Regions from separate parts of the Hordeum vulgare genome. Here region 1 is linked to region 2. A link is a contact called in public Hi-C data. All regions are on one chromosome and are shown on one strand. Each heading gives the region's core, a stretch centred on a gene start, on an enhancer-like site or on the middle of the called end of the contact. The rest is flanking DNA. Distances are from core to core; before and after follow the strand shown. Region 1 holds the start of LOC123401000 (armadillo repeat-containing protein 6). Region 2 holds the start of LOC123403859 (presequence protease 1, chloroplastic/mitochondrial-like).

Region 1 (6,612 bases), core at 3,882-6,381, 350 kb before region 2:
ATATACTGTCCATGGACCAAATGTTGTGGAGATTATATGCACTACAAACATGTTTTGACAAAACTATGACCAGCACAGTTTACCTTCCCCGTGTTACATTGTACGCTCAAACTACTTGCATTTATGTGGAATCAAACTGGCTTATTTGTATGTGTTCATCCTTGAGTACATCTTACTTTATATGTTGTACGTGAAGATGTGCATTTCCGTCAAAAAATTGGAGATTTGCATCTGTGCCACTTGAGCATCCTTTTATGTCTATGCGTACTACATTCTAAAACTTAAATTCTTGCTAGCCTTGCTGCAATATTATTTGTAGTCCTTGTCGCGTTGGAATATTAATTCTTAGCGCCTTCTCGTCAGCTTCAAACTTGGCTTGTCAATAATAAGGTATTGGAATGCAGGCACGCATGGTACTCAAGAATATTGATGCTGCAGTTGAGAGCTTCCAGCGTGCGTTGGAGTTGGAGCCAAACGATGGTTTGTATATTCTATTGGCCGTTCCATTGACTATTTGTGCATTTTCCCCTATTTGCTGCTAAGAGTGTTGGCTTTTGCATTTCTGATCCTCAGGAGGAATCAAACGGGAGCTGGCTGCTGCAAAGAAGAAGGTTAGTTCATCGCGGTATGAATTTTAGGACTAATGATTGTTCATACAAGATGTTGCTGACTTGTCATCTGTGATTACCCCAGGTTACTGACAGACGTAATCTGGAGCGGAAGGCATTCTCCAAGATGTTCGAGACGTCAGGAAGTTCAGAGAAAAGTGATGAAGTATTGGCAGCAAGTTCAGTGAAAAGTGATGAAGTACTTTCCTAATACCACATCCATCGCCATTTAAATTCTTTAGTTTCGACCTTTGAACTATTTGGCTGCCAAATGCTGATGTTGTGAAGCTTGGACCAAACCAGATTCTTTCCTTTTCCGCGTAACCGATGATCTTTTATGTCGTTGTTGTAGGATAAAAACTGATGCCCCGAGCAAGCGCCTTTTCATTGTTTCGTCTGTCACACATACTGGGAGCCGCCCGGTGAAAAACTTCAGGTTATTCTTAGAATCTACTGCAATAGTTTTGTGGGGCTTGTAGTTTGTCTATGCGTTCTGACTTCATGCTTTCTTCCTTGCAGTTATACTGATGGAGTTCGCACGGGAGAAATATAAATCCCATTAGACGACGGAAAACAGTGGGGGGCACCTGAACCTTTTGCTTTGCGTTTTTGTGTAGAAGTGGTTGCAATGCTGTCGAGAGAAATGTCTTTCATTGACTTGAACTCTTGGATATTGCCGCTAATCGACGACTTCTCTTGATGAAGATTTTTTTTCTGAGAATTAACGAGACATTGTCGACACCATGACATGTCTTTTTTACATTCTGTTGTATTATCTTTGTACTTGGCCCATGCATTTTGGAGGGCCCATGAACCCTACCAAAACTAACTCGTTGAACGGTGCCTGCCTTTAAGAGCAATGACACTGTAATTCAGATAGGAATGGCCGATGATGAGTTCTTATACCACAGGTGGTTAAAAGTTGAGGTAGGTTGCAGCCAGACAACCAGAGGTGCCACACCGTTCAGGATTCAGCCTAGAGGATAGTTTGCCATAGTCGCAAATCTATGCAGATGAATTCGAAGTATCCAATCTATAAACAAGTTCAGTTATGCCCATACGCGGCACATCAGCTTTTCGAGAACCAGATGGAGCATATAAAATCATGGCAGGTTGCATTTCTTTTTCCAACTTCATGCAGCAGGTCATAGATTCAGTAGCTCAGGATATTTCTGTTTGTAGGTTCGAACTTCGCACATACATACGTAATCAGAACATGTAACCGCACAATTCAAAATCCCCACAAAAATGGGACCAGATATTTTTTTTTTCAAAAACATCCTCAGATAGGCAAACTTTACAAGCGGTGGGCTATCTAGGTTTTCTACGCGTTGTAGTTGTCCAACCCCAGGTCTCTCAGGGCATCTGTGGCAGCAGCTTTGCAGCTTCCATGTATTGCCTTGGCTTTCCTGATAAGCTTCTCCACACCTTCATTAAGCAAGATCGTCCTGCGATGGTAAAAACAAGCATTGAGATGCAGCAAGAAGCGTGATCACAGAATGTTGGGAGTAAACACCAGCTGCAGGGTTGTAGATTTCAGAGGGATGTGGCTTCTACATCATACCTGTTTTCAGGGTTTCTGACCACGAGATTGCGAATCATAAGACATGCTTGCTTCTGAGTCAGCGCGGAGGATGGGAACTTTTGCATTGTCTGTATGGCCAGAGTGCCGTAGCCTAGGGCGACTGCACGGGCTGCATGTTCTGGTGACCGCAATGTAAGGATTTGCACCATAGACATTACCTACACATTCAGTTAGCTCGTTACACGATATGGAAATGGCTCATACAGTATACAAATTCTTCAGCATTGCACATTTGTGTGTATTACCTCCTGTATTACTGACGGGTCTTCAGAAAATCTGGACACTAACGTCAAGAACTTATCAAAACCATCTTGCTGAATGATATTGGCCTTGTTTGCATCACTTCCAGCCAGCTTCAAGAAGAATGTGATGTAAGTTTGATTTAATCAAAGTAGGATTTTTCTCATAGAAAAAGAAGGGATTCCTGCGGCACAGTAATATTGCAGTGCTGTGCCATACTACCATACCTTAGACAGCAAAGAGCAGCAAGATTTTGCTATAACTTTGTTCTTCTGTACGCCAGCCTCATCGATGCACTTAAGAAGGACATCAATCCCACCATTTTCAGATATGGACCGGCATATTTCTTCCTGTGGTGACACAAGAACTAAAGATGGTGAGGTTCTCAAAGCATTCAGGGTAAATGACTTGTTTTATTTGTTATCACAATTCCATATAGGCATATACTCCCCCCGTCCCAAAATAACTGTCTTAACTTTGTATTAATTTTAGTATAAATTTGTACTAAGCTTAAGACACTTATTTTGGGACGGAGGGAGTAGGAAATAAGTTTTTCATACGCAGGACCATAAGTAAAAGGAAGAACAATAACATGTCGGAAATTTTATGAACATCAAGCTTTTCATGTTCTAGTTGCCTGCAATTCATATTCTACTGGCCAAATAAAGTTTAAAACTGATGATACCAAAAATTGCCTCATGAAAAATGGAGCCTCACTACTGCAGAAATTGAAACCATAACAAAAAAAAACGTTTTAAGTATCATATATGGGATACGCATATATCATAGTTTATTCTTACATTAACAGCAATTGCTTTCAAAGCAGCACAAGCTGATGGTAAGCTGGATGGAGCAACTTGCTTGCGGAGTGCGATGACAAGAACTTCTGCGACGCCAATTTCTGCAAATTTCCGTGAATATCCATATACCTGCATCACAAGTCTGTCAATCTCATCTCTTTGGATCCAAACTTCATTCATACAAGAAGGCCTAATTCCTTAACAGACAAATTATTAAGGTACATGAGTTTATAATGAAGTCATAAACTGAACATATTAAAATCAAATGCATCGGGATGCATCGGGTGATATATAAGTAAATTGCAGTGTCAACTTGCAAGCAAGAATGCAAGATGTACATGTGCTGATGACATTGAGAAACCAGAATGTTCAAAATATGAAACCATGTGATACCAAGTTAGCTACTATTATTTTTTGTGAACATTCTGTCTAGTATCTAACCATCACCAAAAGTTCATGTCAATATTTTCCTACGGATACGATCTTATGAGTTTCACCTCTAGCCTACCCCAACTTGTTTGGGACTAAAGGCTTTGTTGTTGTTGTTGTGGATACGAAATCTAACTACATTGAGACGTCCACCACTATTTATACATCATGCTGGATTGCAGTTAAAATAAAGCTACCAAATTTATATTTTAACACCTAATTTAGCCTACTATGCATCTCATACAGACAACACTTTATTATAACTCAATCAAATTTCCCCATATGGATTTATCTCCGGTAAACTAATTTCATGAGTATCAAATTCAAACCGAGTAACAAATGTGCAAACCAAAATGATGCACTTGTTAATGTAAAATTAGGGTAAGTATTGACATAATTCTACAAGCACATAGGACATACTTGAGAAGCCACCACTCGGTTATCATCAGGTGTCAGAAGAACACGTATGGCATCATACACGCTTTGCACTTTACTATTCGATTTGTTCCTCATAACCTCCAGAATGAGTTCATCGACCTTCAAGTCCATGAAGGCATCTTTCACAACTTCATTGCCAGCAGATGCCATTGCCACGACACCAAAACCACCATCCAGTACATCTGTATTTTCCAATGCTCCATTCAAGATATCCATGACAATTTTGGGCCCTTGGCTTTGCCTGAATTTCTCAGTACTCCCCACATCTACAGATTAGTTCATCCCCAAATGTCAGACAACGAAAAGAGAATGCTGTTCTGGTAGATGGCTAGATCATATGGAGAAAATTAAAACCCTCACATCTATCCTCTGGAGTCTGGAACGCAAAGTCAATAGAACATCCTCCTATCAAAGAACATTCGCGGAGGCAGCAACATACCACGGATCAGGGAGCTCAGCGCCTTCAAGCCCGAAGCAAGCAGCCTCTCCTGCTTAACCCCAGCCGACGAGCACAGGGCGACGAGCGCCTCCACGCCGCCGTTCCGCGCCGCCACGGCCGCATTCTCCGCCCCCTCGCCGGAGCACAGCTCGAGCAACTCGTCGAGCAAAGGGGCCAGCCTATCAAGATCCTCCCCCGACCTGCCGCTGGAGGAGGCCTTCAGCTCGTCCAGCACCCGCATCACCGGGTTCACCTCCTCCGCTGAGGCGTCCCCAGGCACGCGTCTGATGATCCCTGCAGGATGCGGTGAGAGGCTCAGTTCACCGCGTGCAAGAGAGATAGGAGATCTGAAGCCCTGGAGAGGATGGGGAGGAGTTCGTGAGTACCGGAGAGGTTGGCGCCCTGGAGGGTGAGGGCGTCTACGGCGTCGGCGAGGGCCTCTTCGGGGTCCATTCCCAGGTCTTCCATGTTCTCCCGGACCATGTCGTCAAAGGCCTCCTGCGAGATCGCGATCGCCATTTCCTGCCCCGCTTGTTGTTTTTCGGTGCGGACTGCGGAGTGAACAGATGGAAGAGTGGGGAGAAGAAGGGTTTGGTGTGGGGTTTCCGCTCCCCTCGGACAGATATCAGGGCAACTGGTCACGCCGCAACATGCGCCCACGTATCAGCCATCCAAACGAAATTCAACGCTTAAGATTGTCCAAAGGCAAGACACCCCACACCTATCGAGGCAAAATGAATTTTTTTGACCCAAAAACCAAACTAATGCACACACTGAACTATGTTTGAATATTTTTCACCCACCTGACCCTTTTGTGTGACGCATTTGTCTTAGGCGTCACACTACACTGTGTGGCGCCCGATACTACGTTGTGTGACGTCTGAGACCTAGTGTGACGCCTAAGGCATCGGCGCCACACTACACGGTGTGGCGCCTAAGACAAAGGCGTCACACAATGTAGTGTGACGCCCGACTGTCGGCGCCACACAAAAGTGTCAGCTGAGTGAATTTTTTCCAAACATAGTTTAGTTTGTGAAATATTTTGGCTTTTGGGTTAAATTTGTTAATTTTGCCCACCTATCGACGCTCGCACACCTAGCACATCATCACAACAATAATAAAAATAATAGTTGAGGTCACTCGAGGCCTGGCGCGAAGGGTTTCCTTGACGACTCATGTTTTTTTGTCAGCGAGGTTGATCCTCGTCCAGATCTCGGCGCTCATCCTTCTGACTAACCTATCACTCAAAACCAGATCGATGCGACGAGAACATCACGATCCACCAAAAAACCCATACCTTCTGCCCAAACCCAGTTCACAAGTTTGAGGTGGCACCAACTCTAGATCATCCAACACCTAATCCACCTCACTACCTCCCCCTTGGGTCGCCACCACGCGGTCGTAATACCCACTGCAAAGCCGTCGAGAATCTTAGAGTTTCAGTGGGATGCCATGGCGATGGAGGTAGTTGAAGAACTGATGAAGAAAATGACGTCGTCGGTCGCGGAGAAGGGGGGAGGGGTGAAGTTAGGGAAGAAGGGAGCGTGGAGTAAGCGGATAGATCCTCGGGCTATAGGTAAACTCATGTCAAATAGGCCAGTGGTAGCGGAGATGTTGGAAAATACACCCAAGAGGGTCTAGTGCGCCATGCATGAGTTACATACACATGCGGGGTGGTTTGAGGGTCCTCATTGGAAATGAACTTAGTGTTAGGAAACATAGTAAAAAACAAAACAAAAAACCGTCCTACAATCAATCAGGAACACTGTGAAGATGCAATGAACGGTTGGGATCGGGTTGTTATCGACTCCGAGTTGAAGCGAAAGAAGACGAGACGGTGTAGATCGTTGATGAAGTTCCTTGAACCGTAGATGAACGATCTCACGAACCGCCCACAAACGATCTCTCGAACTGACGACCGAAAGCACGACCTCTCTACTTGGTTGCAAGCGTACGTTCTTCATGGTCCGGCAGCGCTTCGCCGTCCAGAGCTTATCGTCGCCAGAGAATTAGAGTGAGGAGATTAGAACCACACTAGACTTCTTATGAGGATTAGAGGAACTATGTCTAGCT
Region 2 (7,476 bases), core at 4,800-7,299:
TCCTCTCGAGGGGCCGAACCTGGGTAAATCGCTGTGTTCCTCCCGTTTAACCCCTTTGAGTCGCCACCAAGGTGCGATGGCTCCAGTACTAAGTCCTTTCACGAGGACATCTGTCGTGACAAAACCACGACACTTTGTGTGTTGATCATCTTGATTTACTATTTGTCTGAGATCTTGATCAACCTTGTGTCTCTATGACCATTCTTTGGATAATACCTTGAATACCATCTTGGTCATCATATAAACTCCTTGAACCCAACAGATGGACTTCAAGAAGTGCCTATGGACATATCCTATAAATATAACTTAAGGCAACCATTAGTCCATAGGAATTGTCAGCAATTACCAAAACCACATATGAAGATATATGCTCTAACAATGGTCTCTAGTGAGCCTCTCAACACGCCTTGCATTCAATGTGCAGACACAGAGAGTTGGAGACCATCATCGTTGATGGACGTGACAAGGTTGTTGATGTCGATCACACTCCTACTGCTGGGAGGAAGAGGGGCACCTCAATGGAGATGGAGTTGTGTGTTTTAACACCATGACCATGGTCATTAAGGAGGTGGCATATGCCATGAGCCAGAGAAATCCTACTGACATGGACCATGCCATCTACAACGCTATTGTGGACATCACTGGGTTCACAGGGGTTGTCATGGTCGCTCTTAGCCACCACTTGGACAACCTGACACAATGTCTTGGTTTTGTTGAGATGACATAGGTGTTGGAAATATGCCCTAGAGGCAATAATAAATTAGTTATTATTATATTTCTTAGTTCTTGATAATCGTTTATTATCCATGCTATAATTGTATTGATTGGAAACACAGTGCATGTGTGGATACATAGACAAAACACTGTCCCTAGTAAGCCTCTAGTTGACTAGCTCGTTGATCAAAGATGGTCAAGGTTTCCTGACCATAGGCAAGTGTTGTCACTTGATAACGGGATCACATCATTAGGAGAATCATGTGATGGACTAGACCCAAACTAATAGACGTAGCATGTTGATCGTGTCATTTTGTTGCTACTGTTTTCTGCGTGTCAAGTATTTGTTCCTATGACCATGAGATCATATAACTCACTGACACCGGAGTAATGCTTTGTGTGTATCAAATGTTGCAACGTAACTGGGTGACTATAAATATGCTCTACAGGTATCTCCGAAGGTATTCGTTGAGTTAGTATGGATCGAGACTGGGATTTGTCACTCCGTGTGACGGAGAGGTATCTCGGGACCCACTCGGTAATACAACATCACACACAAGCCTTGCAAGCAATGTGACTTAATGTAAGTTGCGGGATCTTGTATTACGGAACGAGTAAAGATACTTGCCGGTAAACGAGATTGAAATAGGTATGCGGATACTGACGATCGAATCTCGGGCAAGTAACATACCGAAGGACAAAGGAAATGACATACGGGATTATATGAATCCTTGGCACTGAGGTTCAAACGATAAGATCTTCGTAGAATATGTGGGATCCAATATGGGCATCCAGGTCCCGCTATTGGATATTGACCGAGGAGTCACTCGGGTCATGTCTACATAGTTCTCGAACCCGCAGGGTCTGCACACTTAAGGTTCGACGTTGTTTTATGCGTATTTGAGTTATATAGTTGGTTACCGAATGTTGTTCGGAGTCCCGGATGAGATCACGGACGTCACGAGGGTTTCCGGAATGGTCCAGAAACGATGATTGATATATAGGATGACCTCATTTGATTACCGGAAGGTTTTCGGAGTTACCGGGAATGTACCGGGAATGACGAATGGGTTCCGGATGTTCACCGGGGGGGTAACCCACCCCGGGGAAGCCCATAGGCCTTGGGGGTGGCGCACCAGCCCTTGGTGGGCTGGTGGGACAGCCCAAGAAGGCCCTATGCGCCAAGGATAGAAAATCAAAGAGAAAAGAAAAAAAAAGAGGTGGGAAAGGAGAGAAGGACTCCACTTTCCAATCCTAGTTGGACTAGGATTGGAGGAGGACTCCTCCTCCCTTGGTGGCACAGCCCTTGGGACTCCTTGAGCCTCAAGGCAAGCCTCCCCTCCCCTCCTATATATATGGAGCTATTAGGGCTGATTTGAGACAACTTTTGCCACGGCAGCCCGACCACATACCTCCACGGTTTTTCCTCTAGATCGTGTTTCTGCGGAGCTCGGGCGGAGCCCTGCTGAGATTAGATCACCACCAACCTCCGGAGCGCCGTCACGCTGCCGGAGAACTCATCTACCTCTCCGTCTCTCTTGCTGGATCAAGAAGGCCGAGATCATCGTCGAGCTGTACGTGTGCTGAACGCGGAGGTGTCGTCCGTTCGGCACTAGATCGGAGAGAATCCTGGGAGGGATCACGGGACGGTTCGTGGGACGGTTCGCGGGGCGGATCGAGGGACGTGAGGACGTTCCACTACATCAACCGCGTTTCTTAACGCTTCTACTGTGCGATCTACAAGGGTACGTAGATCGGAAATCCCCTCTCGTAGATGGACATCACCATGATAGGTCTTCGTGCGCGTAGGAATTTTTTTGTTTCCCATGCGATGTTCCCCAACAATAGGAACACATGACGCCCTAGCTTGGGAGAAAGTTGAGCAAGCACTACTACGTGTAGTGCAATAGTCTGTGGTGATGGTGGCATGCATGATGATGATGATGCACATTTTATGGCAGCTAAAGTGGCATGAAAAGTCTTGATGCCATGTATATTTTGTTGAGGTGGTATATGCCAACTCCTCATGTGGTGATGGTCAACTAGTAATGGTAGGATTACACGTTCCTTTTGATCTGATGGTAGATGACACCATAGTATGTAGGATGAACTTGTGATGCTTTTTGGATATATGAATCGTGTGTGCTTATGTTGCTCCATTTCCATGTGTTTTGTTGCTTGTTGAAATATTGTTCTTCTATCTTGGTAGATGAAGTTGTATATGGTGTACTCTCGGAGGGTTCTAGGAGTTCATCGTCCATGTGTAGTGATGACATGAACAAGTGGGTGGTTACAAGAATAACTGCTATAAAGGGTTCAAGACTAGAGAGGAGGCAATGGATGATTAATCATAGTTCATGCTCAGAGAGAAGAGGCCCATGAAGTAGGGAAGGGCGTAGGTCAAATCGCGTTAAGTGGGTTGAAGAACTTTGTAATATCCATCCAATTTGTCATCATTTTGGTTTTGTTGTGATCCTACGATCACATGTAACACGAAACGACAACATTTGTTAGGGGGTGTAGCTGGTAAGCTCACCATGATCGAATGTGTCCAACCAAACAAAGCGCATTGCATCAGTCAAGCCAAATCGTAAAACTCAAGAAACACAACGCTAAGGGTTTAGTTGTTGCCCCGATGCAGCTTCCATCTTGTAGGCAATCAAACAACATGCACAACATGACCTAGAACATATATTAGCTCAAACATGCCCTACTGAGCCACTCATGCAAGTGGGCAAAAACCTATGTAGATAACCAGACATGCGTGATAAGTACTACAAGGTGAAGCAATTCCCGTAATCACACAAGGGATCTCATGTACCTAGCCTTTAGCGATTCATAAGAGCACATACAATTGTGCTTTCTTCATAAGTGTCACGTAAGATAAATGTTAAAGTAAAGGATAGAGAAGTGAAAGAAAAGACTTGCATTCACTTATTTAAGATACTATCATCACAAGTGTAGGTATATCTAGTTACCAAAGATAAGACTAAAAGAGTCCCATCATAATATTGTCTTACCAAGGCAATGTTTCCAAAGATAAGACTAAAATATTCCTATCCTACACCATTTTTAGCTGCGATTATGTATTATGTGACGACATTATCACAAGATTGTCTTACCAAGTCAAGGCCAACATGGGCCAAACCCGCATGTCTCCTTTCAGTGACAAGCAACAAGCTTCCATCAAAGAAAGAAAAAGTGAGCAACACCCAAAACGCTGAATTTTCTATTTTCTGTTTTTATTTTTCAAACTTCAAAAAAATAATTAATTAGCGCACATAAACATTGCCAATGTAATGTAAAAACGTTGCTTCCGCATTTTTTTAAAAAGTTTGTACCATTAAAAAAACTATCCGTCACATCTAAAAAATGTTCACACATTAATTATTTTATCATGAAATTGTTTTAAAAATCTTCATGAATTCAGAAAAAAATCTTCGTGTAATATGTATTTTTTTCCATATGTTCAAAAATATGTTTTTTGTCATTTTAAACAAATGTGCCTGAAATCTAAAACAATTTTTCATAACATACAAGAAACGTTAGTAACATTTAAAAGAAATATTCAATTTGCATACTGAAAATGTCCAATGCATGTTAAAAAAAGTCAAGATGTATTTCTATAAATGGAAAAGAAAACCCCCGGCCCAAAGCGATTTTTCTTTAAGCGAACGCGAGTTTCATCTACAGTAAGCGATGTATAGTATCAACGAGTAGACAGAAGGTCAATCCACCTTCTAATGGGCAGGAATGAGACATGCAACTCAACAGCCATTCCGCAATAGGCTCAATGATAAAGGGAAGGCCAGTAGGATTTGCCCTTTAGATGAGATCGTAGGATCAACTGCAAAATTCATTTTTTTTTTCATTTTTTACAACATATCTCCATGTATGTGTACCACTGCAAAAAATCAGCTAAACTTGACGTACAATTAGAGATTCAAAAAAGATAAACTCGGCTATGAATAGTGCCAACTATGGGTGAATAGTAGTATTTGAATAGTATCAACTTTGGGTGGATGGTAGTATTTGACACTATTCATATTCAATTATGTCTCTTTTAGTTCTCTAAGGGTAGTTCCAATTAGGAGCTGAAACTTTTTGAGATTGTACAAGAAACATGGATGTGAGTCTCCATATATTAATCAGAAATTTTAAACATGTTTTTTTTATCTTAAAAAGATTGATCTTATTGATCCCACCCAATGGCAGATCCTAGTCTCCCCCGATGTATCAAAAAGTTCGGTGGTATTGTTCTTTCTTCCTATTTTGTTTTCCCAAACTCTATTTGGCGCCTTAAGCACTATTTCTAAGCATTTTCACCAAGTGGCGTACACCCCCTCCTACGCAAATGGGCCGTCCCATCTTATATCGCTAGTATTGTTGTAAAAGGCCCCATAATGTAATCTGTGGCACACTTTTGGTTTTGTGAAGCTTCTAGAAGCTTTTGAACTGTTTTTGTCTTTCTTTTGTCGGTTTTTTGTTTGCTTTTTTATTTTTCCTCATTTTTCCCTTTTCCCTTCTTCTCGTTTTCTAAATTGTATTTATTTATTCATAACTTCTTCACAAAATTCTGAAAATTTTGAATTTGTTAAAATTTTAACATTCGTTTAGAAAAACTCATGAACAAATTTCAAATTTGCATGATCCTTGTTTTTTTCAAATCCATGTTTTTCTTTCAAATTTGTGTTTTTTTTCTGAAATATATGGATTTTTTCAAATTCATGAAAAACTATCAAATTTATGGACATATTTCAAACATGTGAACATTTCTGAATTCATGAAACTTTTAAAATCCATGAACTTTTTTTAAAATCCGCATTTTTTCCTATTTTTTCAATTTCTCAACTTTTTCAATATTTCCTTCCAATTCTTAATTTTCAAATTAAGTTTTCTGCGAAAGTCAATAGTCAAACGGTCCACCGATTGACAGATCGGCCCGACCAAACGAACGAGGCGAGGGGCGCCCGGCTTTAGACGCGTGTGAGCGCCAGTTATGTTTCCTAGCGCGCACAAGGCGTCAAGCAGGAGCTCCCTTTCGTTTTAGACCAGGAAACATGAACTTTGTAGTCCAGCATCTCCACACTCCAGACCGGGCCAGACATTGAATGGACACGTTGCACCGAAAAATCCAACCAAGAGTTGCAAAGCTCCAGGCCTCTCCAGTGTACACGCTACAAACACGTCCATAAAACGCCAAGGTTTCAAACGCGTGCACCACAGCTCACTCTCACAGCCCCCTCAACCACACGATTTTTTCCCCCACGTCGAAAATCGACCGAGCTAAAAAAACCAGGGATTTTCCTCCTCGCCTCCTTCTTCTTCCAGCCCAAGCAAGCAGGCAAAAACCCCAGAGAAAAAAAGCCCAGCACCAGGGAGCCTTCAGCCTAGCCTAGCCGCACCGCATCGATCGAATCGAGCTACCACGCCGCCACGTCTGCCTTGCCCCCTCCTCCAATCCAACCCACCCCCGCAGGCAAAGGCAAACCCCAGCCAGAGCCGACGGCAAGCTGGACACCTACGCCATGGAGCGGGTGGCGCTGCTCCGCACCTCCGGCCGCCGCCTCCTCCAGCGCTGCGGCAGGCCCAGGCCCCTCGTGCCCGCCGCCACCTCCTCCGCGCCGCGTCGCCGCTTGTCCTCCTCCTCCTCCTCATTCTCGTCGCCCGGCGGCTCGTCGCGCCTCCTGGCCGCGGCCGCGCCGCTGCACCTGCACTCCGCGGGGCGGTACTGGCCGCTCACCGCGCCCGGCCTCGCGAGGCGCCTCTCCGTCCCCGCCGTCTCCACCTCGCCCTCCCCTGTGCCCAGCGGTGAGCCTTTTGCCCCAACCCGTCCGTGTGCCAATACTAACCTCTGCTTATGTACTGTTTCACCTGCAGTTTCCATGTCTCTAGTAGCGTCTAGGTGCATAGCCCGTTGGTAATAATGGTCTAAAGGTTGCATTGCGTTGAGTCTCGGATCTCCGCATCTGTATGCTGCTCCGCTCGTTAATTTGTTATGGGATGGCTGGAGATACACTGCTTGTTATTCGAGTAACCTCTGTTGGGGCTATGATAAAAGTTGTAGTTCGAGAATGGATGTGCCAGGCGCATGACCTTTTTTCATTATCCCGTAAGCAGACACCGACGATGTCCATGAGTATGCGGCAACGCTAGGCTTTGAAAAGGTATCTGAACAAGTCATAGACGAGTGCAAATCAGCTGCTGTTCTCTACAAGCACAAGAAGACAGGCGCAGAAGTGATGTCCGTGGCAAACGACGACGAGAACAAAGTGTTCGGCATTGTATTCCGTACCCCTCCGTAAGTGCGCCTAATCCTTGCCTCGTGGGATTGTTGATGGTATACTACCGTGCAAAAAACAAAGCAGGGAAACTTATTCACAGATAGGAAAGACGCAAAGAACATATTACTGCATGCAAGCTGTTATGGGGTTTCTGAATAAGTTTCCTTTATTACCAGGAAAAATTCGACTGGCATACCTCACATTCTTGAGCATAGCGTTCTCTGTGGATCGAGAAAGTACCCTTTGAAAGAGCCATTTGTTGAGCTTTTAAAGGGTAGTCTGCATACTTTCCTGAATGCGTTCACCTATCCGGATCGGACGTGTTATCCAGTTGCATCAACAAACACCAAGGTGACACCTATTAGTCACTGATTTGCTTCAGTCATTTATTCAGCACGACCTCTTTTTAGCATTATCATCATTTCTGTTGTTGCCTTGCAGGATTTCTATAACTTGGTTGATGTATACCTTGATGCTG

The links. A called contact is a pair of places that touch in the nucleus more often than the background predicts.
Region 1: a contact with region 2 is called in a Hi-C map of seedling, with 4 times the contacts expected there. The contact joins the promoter of LOC123401000 here to the promoter of LOC123403859 in region 2. A contact is called at or near these places in 4 of 6 Hi-C or Micro-C datasets (leaf and seedling) and 1 of 1 datasets of contacts at active chromatin or transcription factors (embryo).

What each region holds. Positions count from the first base shown.
Region 1 is chr6H:512,559,616-512,566,227 of MorexV3_pseudomolecules_assembly, reverse strand. LOC123401000 (armadillo repeat-containing protein 6) reads right to left here and starts at 5,131. Exons shown (of 8, transcript XM_045094716.1): 1 at 4,926-5,131; 2 at 4,540-4,833; 3 at 4,083-4,366; 4 at 3,234-3,362; 5 at 2,661-2,783; 6 at 2,439-2,546; 7 at 2,173-2,351; 8 at 1,731-2,056. The coding sequence starts at 5,058. The coding sequence ends at 1,933. It overlaps LOC123401001 (peptidyl-prolyl cis-trans isomerase CYP40-like), which reads left to right. Exons shown (of 10, transcript XM_045094717.1): 6 at 405-480; 7 at 574-611; 8 at 694-807; 9 at 961-1,044; 10 at 1,128-1,487. The coding sequence ends at 972.
Region 2 is chr6H:512,212,724-512,220,199 of MorexV3_pseudomolecules_assembly, reverse strand. LOC123403859 (presequence protease 1, chloroplastic/mitochondrial-like) reads left to right here and starts at 6,049. Exons shown (of 19, transcript XM_045097778.1): 1 at 6,049-6,525; 2 at 6,835-7,015; 3 at 7,175-7,349; 4 at 7,440-7,476. The coding sequence starts at 6,243.